Linked DNA regions of Mus musculus: regions 1 and 2 are each linked to region 3. Evidence: chromatin contacts called from public Hi-C and HiChIP or PLAC-seq data. All regions are on one chromosome and are shown on one strand. The core of a region is the stretch at or near the end of the contact, and the rest is flanking DNA. Distances in the headings are between cores, read along the strand shown.

Region 1 (4,258 bases), core at 476-2,975, 77 kb before region 3:
TCTTGCTTGTGGTGCATCCTGTGTGCCACGGCATGGCCTCACTGTCTATACTCTATGTGTGTTCACCTGTGCATACAGTTCCACATATATGTGCAGAGCCCAGAGTATAATGTGTGTCTACTCAGAGCTTTCTGCGCGTATAGACACTACTATTCTACACAGCATGTGTGTAACTGTGCTCAGCTTCTCATGTCTGTGCAAAGACCAATGTATCCACCCAGGAATCTCTGCATGTGTGAATGCTGCTATTTGTACATTACTGTTTCCCAGAGGGCCACATTTGAGAACTCACAAGAGTTTCATGCTAAGAGACCACTCACTCAGTTCCAGTGTGGAGCCAAGTTTAAACCCTTCTTCTGCTCACCTTTTCAGGTACTGGTGTACCCATCCTGGTAGGAGTGAAGATAGTCTATATTCATTCCTATTATTAAGTGTGTATGTGTGTGTGCACATGTGTGCATATGTGTGCGTGTACCTGTATGTGTATTTGTTTGTGTGTGTATATATATGAATGTATATATGCAGGTGGCTGTGGGTATGTGCGTTTGTCTGTATATGAATATGTGCTTGTGTGTGCAACTGTCTGGGGTATGTGTGTTTGTCTGTGTGTGGATATGTGCGTGTGTGTGCATGCAATTGTGTTGGGTGCCTATAGAGGTCAGAAGGGGCACAGGACCTTCTATAGCAGAAATTAAGCAGTTATGAGCCACCCAGTGTAGGTGTTGGGAACTGAACTCAGGTCCTCTAGAAGACTAGCAAGCACTCCTAACCACTGAGCCATCTCTCCAGCCCTGCGCATACCTCTTGCCTTCTATTTAAACCTACATCTAATACCAGGTCTCTAAGGATGGACTTGGAGGGGAGAGGTGGGAGGAGCAGGGGGCCGTTTGGTCCTCTTACAGGTGCAGCAACCCTGAATAGATACATTTTTTCTACTTCTCACTGTTGTTTGCCCTGGTTGCCTAGACTTCCTCTGAAGACTGGGCTGGCCTCAGATTCAGAGGTGCGCCTGTCTCTGCCTGCCCAGTGGGATTGAAGGCGTGCACCACCACATGCACTTATTTTTGAGACAATGTCTCTCACTGAACCTGGAACACTGGATCAGACTGGGTAGCCTGCCCTTCCCTGGGATTCTCCTATCTGCCAGCTCAGTACTGGAGTTCTCACAGGTGGCCTTACCACACCCTGACTTTATTTAGTCAGGTGGGGGTGGGGAACTAAAATCAATTCCACTTGCTTGCACAGCAAGCACTTGACCCTTTGAGCCATTTCCTCGACTGACTTTCTTAGAATGAGTCGCTGAATCTGGTTTGTTAGGAGACTGCCAGGACTCAAGCTCTAACCTTAACAGCTCTGGTAACAGTGCGTTAGTTGAAGAAGTGGAGTTAGCGGTAGTGGCAGTATTTACACCGGGAAAACAGACAGATACCAAGCAGAATGATCGCTGGTAGACATTTACAAACCCAGCGTTCAGCTCCACATGTTTCCATGGGTCCACACACCCACATATGTGTCTGTCCCCATGTGTGTTCCAGCGTGTGTCTGTCTAGAGACATGTGACTTGCATGTCCCATGTGTCTCTGTTTGTGTGCCCGAGTGTTAGGGTGAGGCCCTCACACCCCGTTCCTCTTCAGCAGTTGGCGCCACAGGAAGCTGCCGGGTGGGGGTTCAGTGCTGCTGCCTCCCCTCCCCTCCCCTCGTGGGAGGCTTTACATTCTTTACTTTACTTCCCCGTGACGCCTACGGCAGGTACAGGCTGAGGGTGGACTCCCAGATCCTCATAACCCACCTCCATTTGTTTTCTCCTCTCCTTGCTGACCCCTGCTGCCTGCTGCTCAATATTGATGAAGACAACCATAAAAAGCCGGTGGCTTAGAAAGAGGAAACTGGGCAGAGTTGAGCCACTCTGTGGTTAGCCTGGCTCATGTGTCCCTTGAAACCCTGGTTGTGTGACATGGGAGCTGCAAGAGCTGTTAACAAAGCCAGTTACCTACCTGAGCAAGAATCGGGAACTCATGGGTGAGTGACTATCTTGAAGAGTGGTGGGCACTTCGGGATCTGCACGTCTGAGAGTCTGTGAGGCAGGAGATTGACTCCTATAGCCGGGACACAACAGTAAGAGAGTGGGGCAGCTGTTTGCACTGCAGAGATCAGGAATCCTAAAATGACCCTGGAGGGTGCTGGGGAGATAGCTCAATTGATAGGGTGCTTGCTTAGCATGGGCAAAGTCCTGGGTTTCATCCCCAGCACTGCATAAGTCAAAGCTGGGTGTTGTACGCTGTCAAGCATCACTTGGGAGATGGAGGCAGGAGGATTAGAGGTTTAGGTTATCCTCAGCTACATAGGGAGTTCAGAGGCCACCTGGTCTAGAGGAGACCTATGATGGAGTCTGAAGGAACCTTTTGTAAGCAAAGCCTGTGTGGGGACGGAGGAGTAGGGGGCCAGGGATGAGGGAGGAAGTCTAAGCGCCTTTTCAGCAGGTGTCCGTGTTTTGCCTTGTTCTGTTTTGTTTTGCTTTTGAATCTGGGTCTCACCATGCAGTCCAGGCTTGCCTCCAACTCCCAGCATTCCTACTTGTGCCTCCCCAGTTCTGGGGTAACAGGTATGCACGCATACCACCACACTGCAGCTTGACCTCTTCACCTTTCAAAGCATTGGCTCTGGGGTTTTGTTCAGCCTTGCCTGACACAGACTTGGAGAATCCTGTCTGCAAAGCAAAATTTTAAGGCTGACATCTGCTGAAAAGCCGATCTTTCCAGGTCTTCCAAATGGGGACCACCCTCTGCTCAATAGCCCTCCAGCTGTAGGCCCTTAACCCTGGGGAGTCACTGGTGGCTCCCTTTGTGGCCCAGTTTGAGGAACCTCCCACAACAACTGCCGGAATGGAGTGAGGTGAGGAGGCAGGCTGTGGTTTGTACCAGGCACACCCAAGACTACAGTTTCCTCAGTTTCTGTTGACTTTGTGCACTCTCGGGTGTAGGAAGGCGACCCCTGGAGCCATGTATCAGTGGATTTAGAGCTGACCACTCTAACGGAGGTGGTGAGTTAGGTAGGAGACAGGCTTTGAATGTGGCTCCCACAGGGCTGACCCTCCAAGAGAGTCACCCTGGTTTCTGAGGGAAAACTCCAAGTTGTACCCACCTTTAAGCACCCTTCTTGTGACTGTAAATTCCTGTCTGAGGCAGCTTTTCATGGGTCTTGAAGAGGACCTAGGGAGATAACACAGAATAAGAACTTGGTTCAGCTCCCCTAAACTCATGAAAAAAAAAAACAGGTTTTGAGCATGGTGGTGCAGGCCTGATAGCTCAGCACTGTGGAGGCAGAGACAGGATCACTGAAGCTCTCCGACTAGCCAGTTTAGCTGAATCAGTGAACCTCAAGGAGAGTCAGGGAAAGCCGGTCTCGAAAATAAAAATAAGAAAAAATAAGGTGGGAGCCAGCAAGACGGTTCAGCAGGTAGAGGCTAAGCCTGAGGACCCGAGCCTGAGCCCTGGGATCCATACGTTGGAGAGAGAACTGACTCCTGCAAGTTGCCCTCTGACCTCTGCTCACGTTCTGTGGATTGTGCCCACACGTGCAAATTAATAATCAACTAATAATTAACTAAGTTTATAAAAAAGACAGAAAGCGATTGTGGGAAACACTCCATGTCAACCTCCTGCCTCACACACATACACACTTGTACACACACCAGCATGTGCTCATGCATAGGTCACGCGCATGTGGTTAACTGCAAACTCCTCAGTGAATCTGGACTGAACCATCTCTGACCCCCAGGTCTCCCCAACTCCCAACACCGATCTAGGAATGCGCTTGGGCTCACTCCTGTGGTTAGTGCTGGAGCGTCATTTTAGATAGGTCATGTGTTCGAATCCTAACATTCCCACCTCTGGGTGACATTGCACAACCTCTCTGGGCTTCTATGTGAGGAAAAAGTCCCGAGGTCACACACGAGAGATGGTTGAGCTTGGTGCCTGGCAGATTGTAGCAGCTCAGAAAACATCAGTCACCCCGCCCTTTCCTTTGTTCTGTGTTCTTGTGGTGAAGTCTTGCTTCCTGGGCTGTCCCCACCCATAAAACATGTATATGTCACAGGCACTTCCTGTGTTTTACCTCAAAAGAAAGCCCAGTGGAGTCGGAGGGGTAGTTTGGTGGCGAAGAGTACTTGCTGTTCTTGCAGAGAACCAAGGTTCAGTTCCAAGCACTCACGTGGGGTGGCTCACAACCACCTGTAATTCCAGCTCCAGAGAGCACAGCA
Region 2 (4,011 bases), core at 916-3,415, 70 kb after region 3:
GATAGGGTCTCATTTTGTAACCCAGGCTGGCCTAGAATGTACTATATAGTCCAGGCTTGCCTCAACCCCCTGAGTGCTAGCATTATAGGTGTTAGCCATCATGCCCTAATAAACATATAATACTGAGGTCCCAGAAGAAAACAAGACCAACACAGTTTGGTCAATTCTAGTTTAGAAATATCTCAAAACCAAGGACAGAGGGTGGAACATTCTAAAACCATAGCAAGATTTCTGATTAAGATGGAAGGATCACTTTTCCTGAGGAACGTTTTTGCTTTATTTGGAGGGTAGGGTATCACTACACAGACCTAGCTGACCTCAATATCCATCTTCTAAACAGCCCAACACGCTTACCCCCTCTGTGTGTGTGAGTGTGTGTGTATGTGGTGTGTGTGAGTGTGAGTGTGTGTGTGTAGTGTGTATGTGGTGTGTGTGTGGTGTGTGTGTGGTGGCAGCATATGGACTTGTAGGTGTGGATGACAGTGCCTGTGTGTATGCACACATAGAGGCGAGGGATTCAGGTTGGCATCTTCCTCAAGTCTTTACTTTTTTAAAATTTAATTTTTATTATATATTTATAAGTATTTTGCTTTCAGGTAAGTCTGTGCCCCATGACTGTTGACTTTGGAGGTCAGAAGAGGACATTGTATCTAGTGGAACTGGAATTATAGGCAGTTGTCAGCTGCCATGTGGATGCTGGGAACTGAACTCGAGTCCTCTACCAGAACCAGTTCTCCTCACTGATGCACTATCTCTTCAGCCCCTCACTTTTATCCTGGGGCTCACAGACTGGTTAAACTGTTGGCCCCAGGCCCCAGGGATCCTCTCATCTCTGCCTCCACAATGCTGGGATTACAGGTACCAGGCCTTAGTTTTTACACAAATTCTAGGGATCTGAATTCAGATCTTCATGCTTTCATGGCAAGCACCTGAGCCAGTGAACCACCTCCCTGACTATTGCACCGAGCCATCTCCCTAGCCTCAATGCCTGGCTTTTGAGAAAGTATTATAATACTTACCAATGTTATTGGACTGCAAGGGCCATCATGCCATGTTTCCACAGCGCTGGGGACTGATCCCAGTTTGTGCCTGCTGAGCAAGCACCCTATCAACTGGGCTACATCCCCAGTACTGTGAGATGGTCTGAATTATTTCATTGAATCCTTTGTACAGCTCTGGGAGGCAGGTAATCCTGGGTGAATCCCGTTTTGCAAAGAACAAGAAAATTTCAATTGATTATTATTAATAATAAAAGGGCCAGGCAGTGGTAGTGCGTGCCTTTAATCCCAGCACTTGGGAGGCAGAGGCAGGCGGATTTCTGAGTTCGAGGCCAGCCTGGTCTACAGAGTGAGTTCCAGGACAGCTAGAACTATTACAGAGAAACCCTGTCTCGAAAAACCAAAATAAATAAATAAATAAATAAATAGAAATTAGCTCACAATTTAAGGCACGGTGGAAAGTTTTGAAGTGATGGTTAGATTTACACTCAAATTGTCTTCCTTGCAGAGCTGCGTTTTTAACTATCAAGTTCCAAGCAAGACTGCCATAAAGAGGTGAATGGCAGACCAGCGGTCAGTTTAAGTGGGAAGTTTTCTGGTCGTTGCAAAGCCTTGGGAAGTCACCAGGAGGTTCTAGAAGGTGGAAATTCTTTGGAGGTCCTGGACTCTCCGTAGGAGGAGACTGGCTGTAAAAGATAGGACTGAGGCTGTTGCAGTAGCGCAGAAAGTCTTTGGACTGTTAAAATACGGTTCTATTTGGTTTAGGAAACGGTTTGCTTGTAGCTCAGATGGGAGACAGAAAAGGTTTCTGGGAGTAGAGGGGCGGATATTTTCGGCTTAGGACGCCGGATCATCGCCGGACACTACTGAGGGTAACAGGTGAAGCTCTGGACTCAGAAGTTACAAGGCTGTCGCCGAGCCAGATCGGATCCAGTTCCCGCCACACCTAGAAGCCAGTGGGTCCCTCAGACCTTTTGTTAGAGTTGCTATCGGCACTAGGACCGCGCGACTATTTTTAGTCCACAAGCGGCCAGCGAGGGGCGCATGCGCACTGCTGGGAGGCTCTGCCCCGCCCCTTAGAAAGGGTCGCGCTTGTCACGTGTTCAGTTCAGGCGCCCCGCTCACGTGACCGCGGCGCATGTCAGCTGATGCGGGAGGGTTTGAAGCGGCGCCGGGAGGGAGCGAGGCTGCAGTGACCGCGGCGCGCGCTGGGACCCACCCGCGTCTCGCGCTCACCCTGCGGCCATGGCCACCCCGGCGGGCCGGCGCGCCTCAGGTGAGCGCGGGCGGCGGGAGGGCGCGCCCAGCTCAGCGACCTCGGGTGACTTCCGCTGCAGTCCAATACTGGAAGATGGGCTTTCGGCTTCTAGAACCTGGGCGGCGGGCGGGCCAGCATCTCCTACCTCAGGCGGAGAGCTTCTACCGATCCTAGAATCTGGGCGGCGGGTGGGCATCGAGCGTCCAGCTTAGTGTTCTGACTTTCAGGGCGGACTTCTCAGTGTTCCTATGGGAGATTGACGAATGATTCCTCCTAGAATCTGGGCAGTGGGTGCACAGCGACACCTCCGACCTTGGACGTCAAGCGCCCAACTTCCCGTTCGTCAATTCCAGTGCGGACTTCTCAGATGCTCCATAGGGGAGAGATGGGTAGATGGCTCCCAGAACCTGGGCTTCCAGTTCTCAAGTTTTTCAAGTCCTCATATGAGAGAGATAGACAGTAGCATCCTAGAACCTGGGTGGTGGGTGTGTACCAACAACATCTCTAACCTCAGGTGAACAGCTTGCATAGTACCCAGAACTCAGGTAGTACAGGTACCAGCAACTCTTGGCCTCAAGCACTGAGGGTCTACAGTTCCTAGAACTGGGTGGTGGGTGGACACCACTTCCCCAGCCTCTTTCTCCAAGCTCTCCATTTTTCCCTTTAAAGTGTGGTGCAGACTTATGGAGGAGAGATGGGCAGTTGGTTCTCAGAACCAGTGGGCAGGTCCCAGCCTTTAAAACCTCTGCAGAGAGCTTATTGTTGATGACAATTCTAAAGGCCAGTACAAACTTAGTTGCCTTATGAGAGAGAGATAGAGCGTCCAAAGAACTTGGACAGTGGGTGGGCTTAAGATTCTCCAGTTTAAGAGGGCAGGACTCCTGATAATCCCAGCCTCCACCTCCCTTGTGCTGGGATTCTAAGCATGTATCACCATGGATGGCTGTATTATTGTTATTACGAAACATTTCTTTCCAGGGTTGTTTGTGACCTGTGAGAGTATTGCCTTCCCCAACCTAGTCTCTTCTCAGTTTGTAAACAGGCGCCAGCCAGCCAGCCAGCCAGCTAGCTAGTTTCTTCCATTAGGACAGTATTTGAAGCCCGAGCTTTTGTTAGCGGTAGTTTGGTTTTGTTTGGATCAGGTTCTTAGTCTATAGACCCTGAACTTCTTTTACTTTTGTTTTTGTCTGTTTTGAGACAGAGTGTCTATGTAGCTCTGGGAGTTCTGGAATTCTGGTATCTGCCTTCTTTGCTTCCAGAATTCTGCCAGACTTGAACCTGTGATACTCCTTTTTCAGCCTCTGAGTACTGTGATTACAGGCCTAGTCGAGTCTTCCTCCTCCTCTTTCTCTCCTCCTTCTGGATTGAACCTAGGGCCATGTACCACACTACCACTGAGCTATGGCCCAAGCTATAGCCAAAGTTCTAGTTCCTCAGTTTGCCAGAACTCAGACAGCAACCTGCAATGAGACCCAAGGCTTCCCTTCTGGAAGCCAATGCCCAAATGTTCAGCCTCCCTGAACGTATAGGCAGGAATAGAGCTAAAGGGATGTTCTCCACAAATTAGGGGACTAAACTACAGTTCCTCAAACTCATACCTTCCTAAAATGAGATTGTGTGCTCCCAGTTTCCTGGCTTGTCACTAAGAAATCTGGGGATGGCATCTTGTGTTGATCTCTCACTGTGTGCTGCCTGCAGACATTCATGTGGGAGTTCTGGCTGGTAATGCCTGGGATGGGCTACGCTGTGATCTTA
Region 3 (4,136 bases), core at 129-2,628:
CTTCTTCCCTCTTCTTCTTCCACATTTCCTTCCCCTCTTCCTCTCACTGAAGGTGGAATCCAAGGCCTTGAGCATCCTGAGCAAGCACTCTTAACACTACGCTGTATCTGTAACCAAAAGTTTCCTCATTTTTTTTAAAAGATGACCTGTGACAAGTTAAAGAGTACTCCTGGAATCCAGAAAGTTCTCCAAACATCTATCTAGAAGGAGGAACAACCTCATTCGCCTTACATATTCCAAGGAAACATACATGCCTATTTAAGCCACTTTTGTTGTTTGTAGACTCGGCTCTCTCCTTCCACTCCATGTGGGTCTCGGGGATTGATCTCAGGTCACCAGGCTTAGAAGCATCTTCACCCACAGAGCTGTCTCACTGGCCCTGACTAATTTTTGTGAAATAAACATTTCAATCATCTCCACTCAGACCAATTGCTGGAGACATGGATGAAGCTGACTCCGTGTTTTTAAAGTTGAAGCAGACGGCAGACGACTCTCTGTCACTCACATCCTCGAATGCTGAGTCTGTTTTCATAGAAGGTATGGTCAATGCTCTCTGCTCTCCTGGGGGATGCCACATGGTTCCTGGCTCTACTGGGAAAAGCCAGAGGCTTCAGCATGTCCTCCATAATTGCAACAGGGAGATATGGCAAGCTCTGGACCCTTAACCAACAACATTCTGTCCTTCCCCCAGACCCTTACATTGCTTCACTGAGGTGTGAGATCGAATCAGATGCACATGAGTTTGAGGCCGAGTCCTGGAGCCTCTCTGTGGATTTAGCATATGCCAAGAAACAGAAGAAGGAGGTGGTAAAGAGACAGGACGTCCTATATGGTAAGGGGTCTAACGCCTGTGCCGCCATGCTGGCGTTCTCTTTAATTCTTTCTTTCCTTTCTTTTGTAAAAATCATTTTGTGTGTGGTGCATGCCTGTACGAGTCCAGCCTTATCTGGAAACGCCTTTGTCCACTGAACCATCTTGCTGGCCCTGTTTTGGTTTTGGTTTTTTTTCTTGTTTTGTTTTTTGAGATAGACAGTCATAGCCTCAAAATTACCATGTCACCTCAAATAACTTTAAATTTCCTCTTCCTCCCAAGTACTTGGAATTACAGACAGACACTGCCCAACCTGATTATGCAGTGCTAGGAATGGAAGCCAGAGTTTTGTGCATGCTAAGCAAGGTCTCTACCAAATGTGCTAAATCCCAGCACCTTCTTTTTATTTATTTATTTTTTTCTTTCCCTAATTCCACCTAAGAGTCTGAGGTATGTAGCCAGTCTCTTGGGAGAACTGGTCATTTGCCTCACTTCCTGCTCTCCCAGGACAGCCCTACCCGGGAGGTTTTTGTTGGCACAGGTCCCTGCAAACCAGCCTGACAAGTGCCCAGGCTGATTCATGCTCACCTAGTTAGTGACTGTCTCCTTCTGTTTGGTCTGCTGGGACAGAATGTCATCAGCAGGGTGGCATTTAGAGACTGAAACATCCAGAATTTGGTGAAACCAGCTTCCTGGTCTTAGACAGCGCCTCCCTGCTGTGCCTTCAGAGTGCTTAAGAACAGGCAGGAGCCTCTTTTATTTGTATGTGTGTTAGTTCCAAATCCAAAGCACATGATAGCCACTGGTTTCATCTCTGATCTTCTCGGATTTTGTTGTTGTAGGTTTGTTGTTTTGGGGTTTTTTGTTTGGTTGGTTGATTTTTTTGTTTGTTTGTTTGTTTTTGTTTTTTAGTTGGAGGATTTCATACCTGAATACAGTGTTTATATCATTTTTATACCTTTTCATACACACTCATGTGTGTGGTGTGGGTGTGGGTGTGTGTGTGTGTGTGTGTGTGTGTGTGTGTGTGTGTGATGTGTGTCCCACAGGTAGAGAGGTCAGAGTCTTTTTCTACCTTTTGTGAGTTCCAGAGATTGAACTTGAAGTCACCAAGATTATGCAGCAAGGGCAAGTATCTTTGTTCTCTGAGCCAGCCAGCCAGCCAGCCAGCCAGCCCAGAATCCTATTCTATAAACACGTTTTCCCACCTGTGAAGATTTTACTTACCTCACCTAATAACTTCTCAGAGGCTCGCCTGTTTTCTTTGTTTTTGTTTTTAGGCAGGGTCTCTTGTGTAGCCCAGGCTAGCCTCACAGATGCTTTGTAACAGGGTGACCTTGAACTTCTGATCCTCCTGCCTTCGCTGCCAGAGTTCTGGGATGACAGGCCTGGTCCACCTGGTTCTGGGTCATGGGATGCTCAGGGAAGAACACGGGTTCATGATAGGCAAGCACTTCTACAGCCATGCCAGTTACTAACACGGAGGTTAAATTTGAGCACATGAGTGGACCACAGACATGGGGTTCAGGGTCCACTGGAGTCTGTATCTGATAACATTTATTCAGAGACGTGCAAGCTTCACTCCCACCAAGGCTGTGTTCCTCAGCACAGCCTTCTTGACCTCAAGGACAGAGGCTCCTGGGACATTGAGCTTCCACTGCACATTCCTAAATTTTTTTTTTCAACTGCTTTTGCTTCAGACTCACATAGCACTGAGGGGAGGAAAGGCATCTAATTAAGAAAGGCTAAAGGCCACGTGTGATGGGAGGCACCTGTTGTTACTGTGGCAGGAAGGATGTTTGAGCCAGTCACATCTCTGCTCCCCAGTGGTACCAAAAGGAAGGATCACTGGAACTCCTCACCTTCCAGCCTCTGCCTTCCGTACTTGGGCTTCAGTAATGCATGCGACACCCAGGTTTTTAAGGTGCTGAGGACAGACCGTGGCCTCGTGAACATCCTTACCTACGTCAAGACTATTCCTTCTTTTCTGTTGTTCATTTTGTTGTTTATGAAGTAACTGAGCTAGAACCTAGGGCCCGGTGTATATGAGGCTTGTGCTACCTAGCTATGACTCGGGTCCCAAGACCCTGTGTCCAAAAAAAAAGAGAAAAAAAAAAAGGAAGAAACAAAGGCTGGAGGTGTGGCTTAGTTGGCAAAATTCCCGCTGCACAAGCACGAGTTCAGATCCCAGCACCCATATGAAAAACTGGGCATAGCAACGCAGGCTAGGTACTGCAGTGTGTGTGTGGAGGTCAGAGGACAACTTGGGCGAGGGAGGCGTCTCTCCTATTACATGGGTCCTACGGATTGAACTCCAATTGTCAGGCTTGGGAATTGTGGCCTGACATGTTTCCATGTGCTGCTTGCTGATGACGTATTGGACGCTTACCAACATAGGCTTGAAACGGTTCTTTTCTTTTAATGTGTATGTGTGGGTTTCCTCCATGTGTGCCTGGGCACCGCTTATGTGCCTGGTGTCCCAAGAATGCCTGAAGAGGATATCAGATGCTCTGGAACTGAAGTTTCTAGAACTAGAGTTACAGATGGTTGTGAGCTGCTGTGCAGGTGCTGGGAATCAAACCCGGGTCCTTTGGAAGAGCAACCAATGGTCTTAGCCACTGAGCCATCTCTATAGTCCTATTTTCTATTTCTAATGTAATTTATTAAAATATTTATTATTTTATATGACGTGAGGGGGCTTAGTATCTGTGTGTGTACCATGTATGTGCAGGTAATAGCAGAGGCTAGGAGAGAACAACAGATGCCCTGGAAGTGGAGTTACAGGTAGTTGTGAGCCTGCACGTGGGTGCTGGAAACGAAACCCATTTATATATATATAAATGTATGAAAGAGAGAGTGTGTGCATGCACGTACATGGTCCCAGCCATAGGGGCAGGGACATGGGCCGAGAGCTGACAGGGTCAATCCAGCTGCAGCAGGTCTCAGGATGCGCGTACCCTGGGAGGTAAGGTGAATCTTCCCACGCCTCTGTCCCTACAGAGCTGATGCAGACAGAGGCTCATCACGTGCGCACACTAAAGATCATGCTGAAAGTATACTCCAGAGCCCTGCAGGAAGAGCTGCAATTCAGTGGCCAGGCAGTCAGCCGTCTGTTTCCGTGCGCTGATGACTTACTGGACATGCACAGCCATTTCCTTGCCCGCCTTAAGGAGCGCCGGCAGGAGTTCCTAGAGGAGGGCAGTGATCGGAATTACGTCATCCAAAAGATCGGAGACGTCCTGGTTCAGCAGGTAGGTACCGTGACCAGGATGGGCCGCACCCATCTCCACCCTGCCTTGCTTCTCTCTGATGGAACGATGATGGC

The links. Hi-C and Micro-C count contacts between places; a contact is called where the count stands out from the background. HiChIP or PLAC-seq counts read pairs in DNA pulled down with a chosen protein or histone mark.
Region 1: a Hi-C map of pancreatic cancer cells shows a contact between it and region 3, with 3 times the contacts expected there. The contact joins the promoter of Arhgef18 here to the enhancer-like site in region 3. A contact is called at or near these places in 12 of 39 promoter capture datasets (the HPC-7 cell line, cranial neural crest, embryonic stem cells and 5 more), 4 of 15 datasets of contacts at CTCF or cohesin (the G1E-ER4 cell line, the NIH/3T3 cell line, embryonic stem cells and 1 more), 128 of 484 Hi-C or Micro-C datasets (the 4T1 cell line, 8-cell embryo, the AML12 cell line and 55 more), 15 of 115 datasets of contacts at active chromatin or transcription factors (differentiating embryonic stem cells, embryonic stem cells, epiblast stem cells and 4 more) and 4 of 9 other capture datasets (adipose tissue, embryonic stem cells, liver and 1 more).
Region 2: an HNF4G HiChIP or PLAC-seq map of pancreatic cancer cells shows a contact between it and region 3. The contact joins the promoter of Mcoln1 here to the enhancer-like site in region 3. A contact is called at or near these places in 7 of 115 datasets of contacts at active chromatin or transcription factors (the SCID.adh cell line, bone marrow-derived macrophages, embryonic stem cells and 3 more) and 4 of 9 other capture datasets (adipose tissue, embryonic tail, liver and 1 more).

What each region holds. Positions count from the first base shown.
Region 1 is chr8:3,351,712-3,355,969 of GRCm38.p6, forward strand. It overlaps Arhgef18 (rho/rac guanine nucleotide exchange factor (GEF) 18), which reads left to right and starts at 1,726. Exons shown (of 29, transcript NM_001370668.1): 1 at 1,726-2,019. The coding sequence starts at 2,016. It overlaps Gm30369 (a long non-coding RNA gene), which reads right to left and starts at 3,998. Exons shown (of 5, transcript XR_870091.2): 1 at 3,888-3,998; 2 at 3,142-3,209; 3 at 1,995-2,096.
Region 2 is chr8:3,498,354-3,502,364 of GRCm38.p6, forward strand. It overlaps Mcoln1 (mucolipin 1), which reads left to right and starts at 2,166. Exons shown (of 14, transcript NM_053177.1): 1 at 2,166-2,274. The coding sequence starts at 2,244.
Region 3 is chr8:3,428,808-3,432,943 of GRCm38.p6, forward strand. Arhgef18 (rho/rac guanine nucleotide exchange factor (GEF) 18) reads left to right here. Exons shown (of 29, transcript NM_001370668.1): 12 at 425-537; 13 at 692-832; 14 at 3,812-4,062. Among named protein-coding and RNA genes, the nearest start is that of Gm46029, 4.0 kb to the left of the region's middle. Within about 2 kb of position 1,379, at least 62 of the 459 cell types and tissues checked have an H3K27ac peak or open chromatin away from gene starts, as enhancers often do. A contact at or near this core is called in the 4T1 cell line, the C2C12 cell line, the NIH/3T3 cell line and 6 more, where this site is marked.